4 separate regions of the Mus musculus genome follow, and regions 2, 3 and 4 are each linked to region 1. A link is a contact called in public HiChIP or PLAC-seq and promoter capture Hi-C data. All regions are on one chromosome and are shown on one strand. The core of a region is the stretch at or near the end of the contact, and the rest is flanking DNA. Distances in the headings are between cores, read along the strand shown. Region 1 holds the start of Fadd (Fas (TNFRSF6)-associated via death domain). Region 2 has its middle 6.3 kb from the start of Gm45181. Region 3 has its middle 28 kb from the start of Gm45181. Region 4 has its middle 43 kb from the start of Gm46023.

Region 1 (2,639 bases), core at 59-2,558:
AACACCCCGCTCAATAGTGGGTTGGCCAAAGTCCCCAAAGCTACATCTTACACTGTGACCTTTGCTGGTTTGACCAGACACCACAAAAGATCTGTCTCTGTGCTACTCTGGAGCCCCTGCTTAGACACAGGCAAGGTGTAATCTCTGTAGGGAGCCCTGGGCAGTGGCTGAAGACCCTTTACTGGATTCCTGTAACAATAACAAACATTGGAATGCCTTGGAGATGTGAATACACAATCCATTTTCGTGTGGATCTTGCACACACCGGCAGTGGGAAGCTTTACTCCACAGGCCCTCCAGCTGCTTTGATGTTCTGTGTCACTGTAGACAAAGAGCAACGGTGACAACCAACCAGGAACTAAATAAACCTTTGCCCCTTTAAATGGCTTCTCGAGTATTTGTCACAAGTGATCAAGTGTCTAATATATGCTTAATCTGTATCTACATCCCAAGGCCAGCCTGGTGTTGCTCAGCTGTGGCTGCTATCCACTGTGCGTTATGGGGAGGCATAGCGCCTCCTCTCTACGCAAAACAGAAGTAACTGCCGATAACCAGACACTGCACTCTGGACCAGAGAGCACAGCCGCCGCGCAATCTTTCCTTGGCCAGGAAGGGCAGTCTTGGACACAGGCACTCCCACTACGGAAATGGTGCCGAGCAGCCGGCACACGTGACCTCTGCCCACTCTTCAACGCTACCCTCACTGGGGTTAAGATGCCTTAGTCACATTCACTTCTTAGCTGAGTTTTCCAACGAAGCACTGCAGGTCTGAGGCGAGTTAATACTGGGGTTGGGCAAGTGGCACGAACCCTTGGGTTCAACCTTGGCACTGCCAGTAAGAAACAAGACCTCCCAGCTTCCGGCTCAAGCGGTTGAAAAAAGTGGGCGTGCCCTAGAGTCCATCCCAGTCGGAGCCAGTGGAGGGTGCACTGAGGCCAGGCCTCCCCGCCCATTCCCCGCCCCCTGCCCACCTGCCTCCCCCGGGGGCGCAGCGGTCGCCGTCCCCGCCTCGAAGTCGTCCAGGCGCTGCAGTAGATCGTGTCGGCGCAGCGAGGCCAGCAACTCGCGCAGCAGCCCGGTGTGCCCGCGCTCCAGGTCGTTCTGCTCCAGCAGCACCGTGAACAGGTCCAGGCCACTCTGCACGCGCTCCAGCTTTCGTTTGCTCACGCGCTCGCGGCACAAGAACTTGAGCTCCATCAGATCGTTGCCCGACAGGCTGCCGGACAGCGAGTGCAGCAGCACCAGGAATGGGTCCATGGCAGTGGTACGCCGGGCTGCCCCTCAGCGATCCCACATAGGAAATCACCTTAGGCTTTCCCGCCCAGCGTCTCGCGGGATGTCCAAATCAGACGCATGCGCTTCGGATGTGGCTGTAACCGCTTCCGCCCGGGCTGGCATCCGCTGTTGTAGTAGCTTTGACAGCTGAGCTGCGTTGACTTCAGCTTACGCGCGCGTTTCTCACCCCGAGGCAGAACAGATCTTGTTCACCAGAAGTGTAACGTGGATCCTCTTGGGGCTCTGAGGAGCTGCGCAGCCCTACTGTGTGGGGGGGGGCTGGAAGAGCAGCTGCAGATGCCTACGGCTGCCAGATCATGTTCTATCACCGGAAAGAAGGAAAGAGAGAGAGAGAGAGAGAGAGAGAGAGAGAGAGAGAGAGAGAGAGAGAGAGAGATGGATGGAGTTACTTATGGGCTGGAGAGACAGTTCAGGGGTTAAGAGCACTGGCAATTCTTACAGAGGACCTTCACGAATTCAATTCCCAGCACTCACATGATGGCTTACAACCATCTGTAATTCCAGTTCCAGGGGCTTTGACATCCTCTTCTGGCAAGCACACTTGTGGTATGCTGACAAAATACTCGTACATATAAAAACCATTAAATATTCCTTGGTATATGTATGAGCATTTGTAGGTGGTTTAGTGCTCCTACAGGTCTTCAAGTGCCCACGGAGGACAGGAAAGGGCATGGATACCCCTAGGACTAGAGTTCCGTTTGGATGTGAACTCTTGTGTGGATCCAGGTTCTCCGTGAGAGCAACACAGTGCTCTTAACCGCCAATCCATTCCCCCAGGCCAATAATATGTATATTAAAATGAGTAGAAGAGAGGATTTGGAATATTGTCATCAGAAAAAGTTGATGTGTGCCGGAGGTTGTAGAGACACTAACTGCCCTGCTTTGAGCTTTCGTTAACAATACACTGATTCCACAGCCACACCCAAGTACTGCTCATGAGTTAAAAAGTGCCTGTTGCCCAAGCTTGAGGACCCATGCTCAGATCCTGGTGTCCACATAAAAAGACGAACAAGGAGGTGCCCATCTGAAACCCCAACTTTGGCAGAGACAGATGGATTCCTGGTGCTCAGTGGCCAGGCACTCTAGCTGAATGGCTGAGCTCCAGGTTAGTGGGGCGCAGTTATGCACAGCATACCCAGCAGGGTTGACTTATATTTTTTTAGATTGACTTATAATTCACCCATTTAAAGTTCAGTGCTTTGGTTGATTTTTGAGACAGGGTCTCACGCTGTAGCCCAGACAGACAGCTGAGGCTGTATAGAATGACAAATGGGGCTGGAAAGGTGGCTCGAGGTTAAGAGCGTTTGTTACTCTTCCAGAGGATCTGGGTCTGGTTGCAAACA
Region 2 (2,639 bases), core at 53-2,552, 590 kb after region 1:
TGCACCAGAGGATGGTGGCTTATGTCTCTGAGTTGCTCCACAGCCAGCACCTCCCACAGTCCTGCCTGCGGGGCCTCTGTGCAGCCTCAGGAGCTGGAGGAAAGAAGCTGGCTCCTTCAGTAGCACCCCAGAGCTCAGTCAAGCCTAGCGCTACAGGAGTGTCAATCAAGCATACACGAAGGCTGTATTCCTGGAAGGACCTGGAGAGGCCTCTCTCGGTCTCCTCTCAGGTTCCAGGGGAGTCACTCACACCCAGAATTCTCGTGGGTCCCTCAGATGGAGTGAACCTCACCTTGGAACTAGGTGCCTGCAGCCAAAGTCCCCGTCTGGTGGGCCTCTGAATTTGTCTCTCTCCTCTCCTCTGAGCCTCAGTTTCCTCATCTGTGAATGAGAGGCCTGGTACTGTCCTGCCTACCTCACAGAGATGGCAGATCAGTATGAGATGAAAAGCTAGGGCAGGCATTTTCCTCCCTGGGGGGCTCCAGCCCCAACAAGGGTCTTAGCCATGGCTACTCTCCATCCTCACCTGTCTGTGAGAACAGGCTTTGGCTAGCAGCCTGCCGCAGCCTCCTGGGTTCTATACCTCTAGCACACAGTCAGAGCTCCACAGGATCTAGTCTCATACAACTGCTACCTTTGTCCAGTATGCTTTGACCTCGGACTGATAGGTTTCTGAGGTTTCCATGGAAGCCCAGAGTTCCAGAAACTTGCCTCTTCCTTCCCCACTTCAGGAAGGCATCTGAGAGGAGGCCTAGGAGGAGGGCTTTCCCACATCCCAAGCTAAGGGTAGCACCTTGCTGCCTCTCATCTTAGCTTCAGTGCCAAAGTTGCCAGAACTTTCTGTGAGTCCTGCTCTAAAAAAAAAAAGAAAGAAAGAAAGAAAGAAAGAAAGAAAGAAAGAAAAGGATTCTTAATCATAAGGACCCCCCTGAGGGGGAGGGGCAAGAGGGAGAGAAGGAAGGAGAAAGTGGAAGAGAGAGGGAAGAAAGAGAAGGAGGGGGAAGGGAGGGAGGGAGGAAGGATTGATAGGAGGCAAGAAGTAAGGTAGAGGAAGAATGGAAAGAGGGAGGGAGGGAGGGAGGGAGGGAGGGAGGGAGGGAGGGAGGGAGGGAGGGAGGGAGGGAGGGAAGAAAAGGCAGCTGGGGCCCAGGGTGCAGGCAGGCCACCCTCATTGCGCACAGCCACGCCATGGAAGCTTTCTCCCAACACTCTGCCCTTGGCGAGTCTCTGCTGAGCAGACCGCCATCCACATCAGTATTCATGACATCTGTCTGCCTCTATGGCTCCCCAAGAGGAGCCTCCCCAGTACAGCCAGCCTCGCCCCTCTGCCGAGCTTTCTTTCCCCTTCAAAACAGATTGTAGGACAGATGACCGCATTGTTTGTCCCATTTCCATCTGAAAACTCCCCTCCGTGTTGGCCACTGGGCGCCCCTATTAAGGGCTAGGCAGTGCAGGGCCACGTGGGGTGGCCCTGCCCAGCCTCTGTCTCCTGCCCCCTGGGGCCTTTCCATCGGAAGAGGGAAAAGGGCCGGAGAGACAAAGGTGGGACATAAATTAAACCCCAGCTTTTTAAGTTCAAACCGAATTTTCTTTATTTTTTTTCCACAGCTGTCAGAGGAGCCGGTTAGAACTCCAGTAATGCATGTTTAATGTATTAAGAGAAAGGGAAGAAGAAAAGCCGGCGTCCACCCCGAATGTTATGTCCACAGACTTGCATCGGGGACATTAGTTCGGGCCAATGAACTCTGAGTCAAGTGTGGAGCCGTGGACAGGGGCCAGGGACCCCCGCCGGCGGCTGTCATATCTACTGAAAGCTCACGCATCATAACTGTGCCGCGGGACAGGATGGGGACAAACGTCTCACAGCCCCAGAGGCCGCCACCAAGCAGTCCCCCCCCTCAAGTCTGTTTGGAGCCAACCTGTTGCTGTCATGGTGCAGGCCAGACCCACCTCCCACCTGACCCCAGGCAAACATCAGCCCTCTTTAGCTCTTCCAGTGCCACCCTTCATTTTGGGGAATAGCCCCTCTCCCAGGCCTGAGAAAATAGGACTGAAGGTCAGGTTTGGAATGAAACTGCGTAAGCAAAGAACAGGAAAAGAACACTACAGCTGGAGGCTGGGACCCCTGTACCCCCGTGGTGTAGCCTAAAATGAGCAGAGAAGAGATGGGACCTCTGGCAAGTGGCATGGCACCTCCATGACAAATACATACTGTCATCGGTATCCTGAAGTACAGGCTTGGAGAACAGAAGAGAAAGGAGAACAACCTCTAGTTTGGGTAAAGGGGACATTCCAGGCCATCAGACCTCACCAAACCCGCAGCCCACTAAGCCCTACAGAAGAAACAAAGGTCTGATTAGAGGGAGCCTCCTCCCTCCACTGCGGATTCAGTACCACTCCTAGTGAGACAGGATTGCTCTCTGTAGCTATGAACTCCTGGCAATCCTTCTGACTCAGCCTCCTGAGTGCTGAGACAACAGGGGCATACTCCACATCCAGTTTCTGGTTTGTGCAGTACTAAAGATGAAACCCAGGTCCTCATGCACACTAGGCTCTCTACCACCTGAGTCACCGTCAGCACTAAGGCCACCATTGTTAATAGTCAGCCCCATGGGGACTCTGAGTCTTCATTTTCATGG
Region 3 (2,639 bases), core at 58-2,557, 560 kb after region 1:
TTAAGAAAAAATATTTCTTTTGTTTTTGTGTATGTGTGTGAGTGTATATGCTTGTGTGTGTGCAGGTACCCACAGAGGCCACAAGAGGGAGTCAGACCCCAGAGCTGGTGTTACCTGCATTTATGATCATTCTGGTGCTGTGGTCCAACCAAAGGTCCTCATGTCAGAGCAGTAAGCACTCTTGATGGCTGAGTCATCTCTCTAGCCCACAACATTGTTAACAAACAAACAAAATGTCCCAACAAGTTCTAAATCTCTAAGACTGAAGGCAGCTCTCAGCTGTGAACCCCAGTAAAAAATTTAAAAAGCAAGTTAACCTACAACCAATATACAGTGATAGACATTTCTATTCTAAAGGGCAAGGTAAAGGAGGATTGCTAATCCCACCAGTCAAGAATAAGACCACTACTGTAATTATGAGCCAAATTTGAAGCAAGCTTTAATTAAATATTAGCCAGGACTCTGGCCAGGTCATTCCTGGGTTCCCAGAAAATGGTGACCCCATAAAGTCACAGTATTTTTCAAGTCCAATCAGGGGAAGGCATACATCCTGGCATCTTTCCTGCCTATGTATCTCCAGCCTACATGTGATCAAGTATATCCAGTGCAGTTGGGTCAAACAAATTTGGGGGCGGGGGATGGAAACACATGGCGTGTTATATTCCATAAACATTAGCCTCCAGCATTTCAGGAGATATCTGTCCTTGGGTAGGGGAGTGGGGCTTACAAGTTAGAGGCATTTTTGTTCCATGGATCTCTTAAGCACAGTAGTTAAAAATTAGAACATAACTTTGGCTCTCACAGGATCACCACAGCAGACAATGAGTGGGAGAGGTAGGCCTCTCTGGGAATACGATGCCTTAGTAAACTCCAGTGGGTCTGGAAGCTCACTGCTACCATCTTGCTATTTACGAACCCTGCAGCCTCACTCTTGGACCAGCTCTACCTACTGACTGCTGTTTCCCTTGCGGGCCAGATGTTCTGTATTCCTGGGGTCTCTGTCATAGCTTAGGCTCCATCATATAGCTCCATATACACTCTTTCAGGGAGAAGGGACCTGCTCGCAGGGATTCTGGCCCCGCCACTCCCAAGTCTTCCTTTGAAACTTGGGTACAACCCCCCATTCTCCCTTCACCCTTGCTTTCTGCAAAACCAGTGTGATGAGAACAATGTCAAGGTCACCACCAGTATAGTAGCAGCCAGACCTCTGTAGACCACAAGTGCAGCAGCCTCCTAGTGCCTGTGTCTCTGAGCACAGTGAAATGAATCATGGGCAAACAACTTTCCAGGCAGCTGTGTGTGAGCAAGGTGCCTCCTGGGTGCACTCTTCTCAAGGAAAAGCCTGGGATGGGTGGGGTCCAGCTAATTCCTGAGACGCCCTTAAGACATCTTTGCTATTGTCCTGATTCAAAGTACTTGACTTCTTTTTAAAGATGCTAATCTCTTTAACAACCACACCCTACTTGTATAAAACTTTGAATGCTCTCATTTTCTGGCCAAACTCTACAGTTTTTAAACCTGCCCTTCTTTCCAACTCTCATTGCGCTCTCTTTGCTCTCTCTCTCTCTCTCTCTCTCTCTCTCTCTCTCTCTCTCTCTCTCTCTCTCTCTCTCTCTCTCTTCAGTGTAAAGCTGGCTAAACACAGTATGCAATGTCCATGCCACAGCCACACACCACACTGCCTTAAAAAGTCCTTCCTCTGAGCTAGTGTTTAAAATTCAACCTCACTCAAAATGTCACGTTTCAGTGAGGAATAATTCCTCCACATTATGTGAAGGGCCACTTGTCCAATCCCAGGGACTCCTGTTCCCATCTGAAACCTCATGAGTCTCAGCTCTCTCCATTCCTGTCAGCATCTGATCTTCTGAGCTTTCGCAAGATCGTTGCAGTACTCTGGGCTTCCTCTAATCAGCAGCTCTAACCTCTTTTAGATTGATTTAGCAAATTGGTTGCAAAGGCTGATACACAACATGGCCAGGTTTGGTTACAGCATCTGCATTACTTCTCAGCATCAGTTCTTTACACTGGTTATTTTGGGTAGCTTTGACCAAATTGTCCGAGAGCACAGCTTGCAGGGGATGGGAACAATATGTTTTGGCTCATGGTTTCAGGGGGCTCTATTCTATGCATGACTGCTTAGTCTGTGTACTTGGACAGAACATTATGGTAGTAAAAACAAGTGATGGGGAGGCAGTTTGCATCATGGTGGACAGAAAACACAGTGAGAGACAAGAAAGGGCCATGAATCAGATCTCCCAAGGACCCAACTCCTGTGATCTACTTCCTCTAGGTAGATCCCATCTTCCAAAATTTTAGAACCTCTTGAAATAGCACTACCAAGACAAGAGCCCAAGTTCAAAACCAGGACACTATAGACATATGTAGTTGATATAGCCAGGAGGCTTAACAGAAGTCGTGAGTCTCACCAGGGTGCTGCAGGGATGGAGCCTCCTGAGGTAGGTATTCATCACTTGTCTAGAGCACTTTCTCTCTGTGCCCTCTTATGGTTGTCTTCTGAACGCACCCAGGTCCTGTTCTTATAAAGACTAATTTCTCTGGCCTGACACAAAGACCTAACTTTTACCTAACTTCATCAATGGTTCTTTCCAAACATAGTGACAGTGTAGGGAACTGAAGAC
Region 4 (2,639 bases), core at 79-2,578, 530 kb after region 1:
GGGCTGGGGCCTACGGAACCTCAGCAGGACATGGGACCAGTATGTGTATATGGATGTGTGTGTATGGATGGGCATCTGTGCATTTTAGGGGGAGGTGTGTTTCTCTGTCTGTCTATCTCTGTCGGATGTACATGCATGCACATCAGTGTGTGAAGTCAGAGGTCACTGTCAGGTGTCTTTTCTTTTGTGTGACACCTTATTTTTCCAGACAGGATCTTTCACTGACTTGGCTGACAGACTGTTAGTCAGCATGCTCCAGGGACCCTTCTGCCTTCACCCCTCTACCCTTGGCCCCCAGCTCACTGAATGGCTAGACCAGTTGCCCAGCAAGCTCCAGGGTCTGCCTATCTCTATCCCTCAAGGCCTGCCACTACCCACTGCTGGGAGTCTGAACAAAAGCCCTCACCTTGCAAGGCCAGCACTTAGCCCACTGAGAGCCTTCTCCCCAGCCCCTGTGGCCTTGGGGATTTTTGTGAATGAAACTTAAGCTGAGCTTCCTGCCGCTGGCCACGCCCTGCTGCTCTGCCTTGACCACTGTATAACCTCAGGGGAAAGACGGCAGAGGGAACTTCAAAACGAAAGTGTGAGTCACAGACAAGGGGGAAAAAAGGAAAAGGACATTCTTTAGTTTCCAGAGCCAGGGCTCCAGCAGTGGCTTGCAAATATGACCTGTTCATTGCATTGCTCCTGTGATCCCCTCCAGCCCCATGTGCACAGGGAAGAGCTGCCTACTCCCCATCTCTGTCTGGGACACTTGGCAGGGTGGCTAGGCGTCCTTGCGGCCAAGCACCGATAGGTAAGCAGTTAGTAAATAACTGCAATAAACCAGGTAAGAGCTGTGGCCTGGCCAGTAGGATCCCCCCCACCCGCATTGTGGGAGGCAACAGAAGCAGGGTCTTGGGTTGCTGTTGGCTTGGGTTGCAGGGCCAGCCAGGCTTTTCAGGCAGAACGCAACGCTGAACCTCCTAGGAGGAGACAGGACTTCGAGTGGAGCAGAGGGCAGGCAGCAGAAGAGTTGCAGATGGCTAAAAGAAAGTTCAGCAAGCCCACAACAAGGACTTGGATCAGGCAGGACACACATTGGGGAGGCCCATCAAGCCCGAGCCTGCCTTGTGAGCCCCCGGATTGTCAGGGCAGAGAGGAAAACTGCTGCGTGCTTTATAGACTTTGGGGAAGTCACAGGCTCCACTTGCTTGGGGGAGGCAGGAAACCCCCTCCACCCAGGCGTCTGCCAGAGCACCCGCAGGCTTCCTCTTGTCTCTGTCCCCCTCCCCAGCACCTCTTCCCCTGAACAGCTTCCCTCTCCTGGCCCTGCTGTCCCTTTAAAGGAACTTGAATCAGAGTTGAGAATGATGGTGACTCAGGGTGGAAGGGGTGGTCACTTGCACTGGCCAGTGGCCAGGACTGCAGCGCGAAAGGAAGCCGAGCAACCGCAGCTGCCTGTGTGTGCGCCCCTGAGAGGGGCAGAAACCACAGAACCCCGTTTGAGACTCCACCACGTTGGAACTTGTGTGATGAAGTTACCCCTCACAATGGGGGCATTCAGGGTCCACCCGCGCCTGCAGGGCTGGGGCCTGTTCCTCAGGCCAGCTGATGGTGATGTCATCTTCCGTTAGGAGGTTCTCCCCCCCCCCAACTCTGTTGACTAGGGACTTAAAAAAATGCACCAGGAAACTCAAGTGCAAGCCAGGACGGAAGCCTTGGTTTTATTTATAGTTGATAACTTGTGTCCGGCTTGCTCCACGGGATGCAGAGCCTGAGGATAAAGAGCCCACAGGGGCAGATGACAGAAGGATTCGTGTCCTGGGCTACTGTGCTGTCTAATAACAAGTATGAAACTTCATTCTGAGCTTCCCAGCAGCCAAAGCAAAGAGGGGACAGGGTTTTATAGTGTGATATCATAGAAAACCAGGCTGTGAATAGCTAAGGCCCTAGATTCTATTTTCTCATGGTCAGGACAGCCATGCATCCCTGCATAGCATCCAGCAGTGTCAAAAGCATGTTATAGGCCTGGCTAGGTGATGATGATTCTTCAGAGAGCAGGAGCCATACTTGCCTTCCTGTGCACATGACAGACATTACTAATGGATTGCAGCACTCTTTCCCCTAGCCAGCTTCTGCCTCAGAGCCCCAATTCTGCAGTTCTTCAGGGAACACTACCAAAGGCCAGCACAGAACTAGAGACTGCTGAGCTTGTGACCAGCTGAGAAAGTTCTGGGAGGGCCCAGATCTGGAACATTGCTAGCACCTGGCTCATGCCTATATATAGTAGATGCCAAGGGAAAAACTGTCAGTTAAAGACAGAAAGGGGAAGGAGCCAAGGTTGGTGGAGAACTCAGTATCATCCTGAGGGTGAGGCAAGGCTGTGCATGAGCTACACAGGAAGTTATCAGTGAGGACATGGATCTTGAAAAGAAACCCTGACAGAAGCTAGGAATGCAGTGGCCCAGTCTGGTCTGGCTTCCAGCTGCAAGTGCTAGCACTCCACAGGGCCCATGAATCTCATGAGGCTGGGACTGTGGGGGTCAGAGGTAGTCATAGCTGGGTCATGTGCCCATGACAATGGCTAGTCCTTATCAAGTACTTGCAGGTTCCACAGTCACGGGTGGCATGCAGCCTCTGCCCAGCTCTGACACTTT

What was found. Promoter capture Hi-C pulls out the DNA fragments that hold promoters and counts their contacts. HiChIP or PLAC-seq counts read pairs in DNA pulled down with a chosen protein or histone mark.
Region 2: a contact with region 1 is called in a promoter capture Hi-C map of embryonic stem cells, with 2.2 times the contacts expected there. The contact joins the enhancer-like site here to the promoter of Fadd in region 1. A contact is called at or near these places in 7 of 39 promoter capture datasets (the 3T3-L1 cell line, the C10 cell line, the HPC-7 cell line and 4 more).
Region 3: a contact with region 1 is called in an H3K27ac HiChIP or PLAC-seq map of embryonic stem cells, with 5 read pairs. The contact joins the enhancer-like site here to the promoter of Fadd in region 1. A contact is called at or near these places in 2 of 39 promoter capture datasets (the 3T3-L1 cell line and frontonasal cranial neural crest) and 3 of 115 datasets of contacts at active chromatin or transcription factors (astrocytes, bone marrow-derived macrophages and embryonic stem cells).
Region 4: a promoter capture Hi-C map of liver shows a contact between it and region 1, with 1.8 times the contacts expected there. The contact joins the enhancer-like site here to the promoter of Fadd in region 1. A contact is called at or near these places in 9 of 39 promoter capture datasets (the 3T3-L1 cell line, the C10 cell line, the HPC-7 cell line and 5 more), 2 of 484 Hi-C or Micro-C datasets (the G1E-ER4 cell line and double positive thymocytes) and 3 of 115 datasets of contacts at active chromatin or transcription factors (bone marrow-derived macrophages, large pre-B cells and pancreatic cancer cells).

The regions. Positions count from the first base shown.
Region 1 is chr7:144,581,133-144,583,771 of GRCm38.p6, forward strand. It overlaps Fadd (Fas (TNFRSF6)-associated via death domain), which reads right to left and starts at 1,309. Exons shown (of 2, transcript NM_010175.6): 1 at 972-1,309. The coding sequence starts at 1,257.
Region 2 is chr7:145,171,964-145,174,602 of GRCm38.p6, forward strand. No RefSeq gene overlaps it. Among named protein-coding and RNA genes, the nearest start is that of Gm45181, 6.3 kb to the left of the region's middle. Within about 2 kb of position 1,303, at least 33 of the 459 cell types and tissues checked have an H3K27ac peak or open chromatin away from gene starts, as enhancers often do. A contact at or near this core is called in embryonic stem cells, where this site is marked.
Region 3 is chr7:145,137,969-145,140,607 of GRCm38.p6, forward strand. No RefSeq gene overlaps it. Among named protein-coding and RNA genes, the nearest start is that of Gm45181, 28 kb to the right of the region's middle. Within about 2 kb of position 1,308, at least 26 of the 459 cell types and tissues checked have an H3K27ac peak or open chromatin away from gene starts, as enhancers often do. A contact at or near this core is called in bone marrow-derived macrophages and embryonic stem cells, where this site is marked.
Region 4 is chr7:145,110,288-145,112,926 of GRCm38.p6, forward strand. No RefSeq gene overlaps it. Among named protein-coding and RNA genes, the nearest start is that of Gm46023, 43 kb to the left of the region's middle. Within about 2 kb of position 1,329, at least 291 of the 459 cell types and tissues checked have an H3K27ac peak or open chromatin away from gene starts, as enhancers often do. A contact at or near this core is called in the HPC-7 cell line, bone marrow-derived macrophages, double positive thymocytes and 4 more, where this site is marked.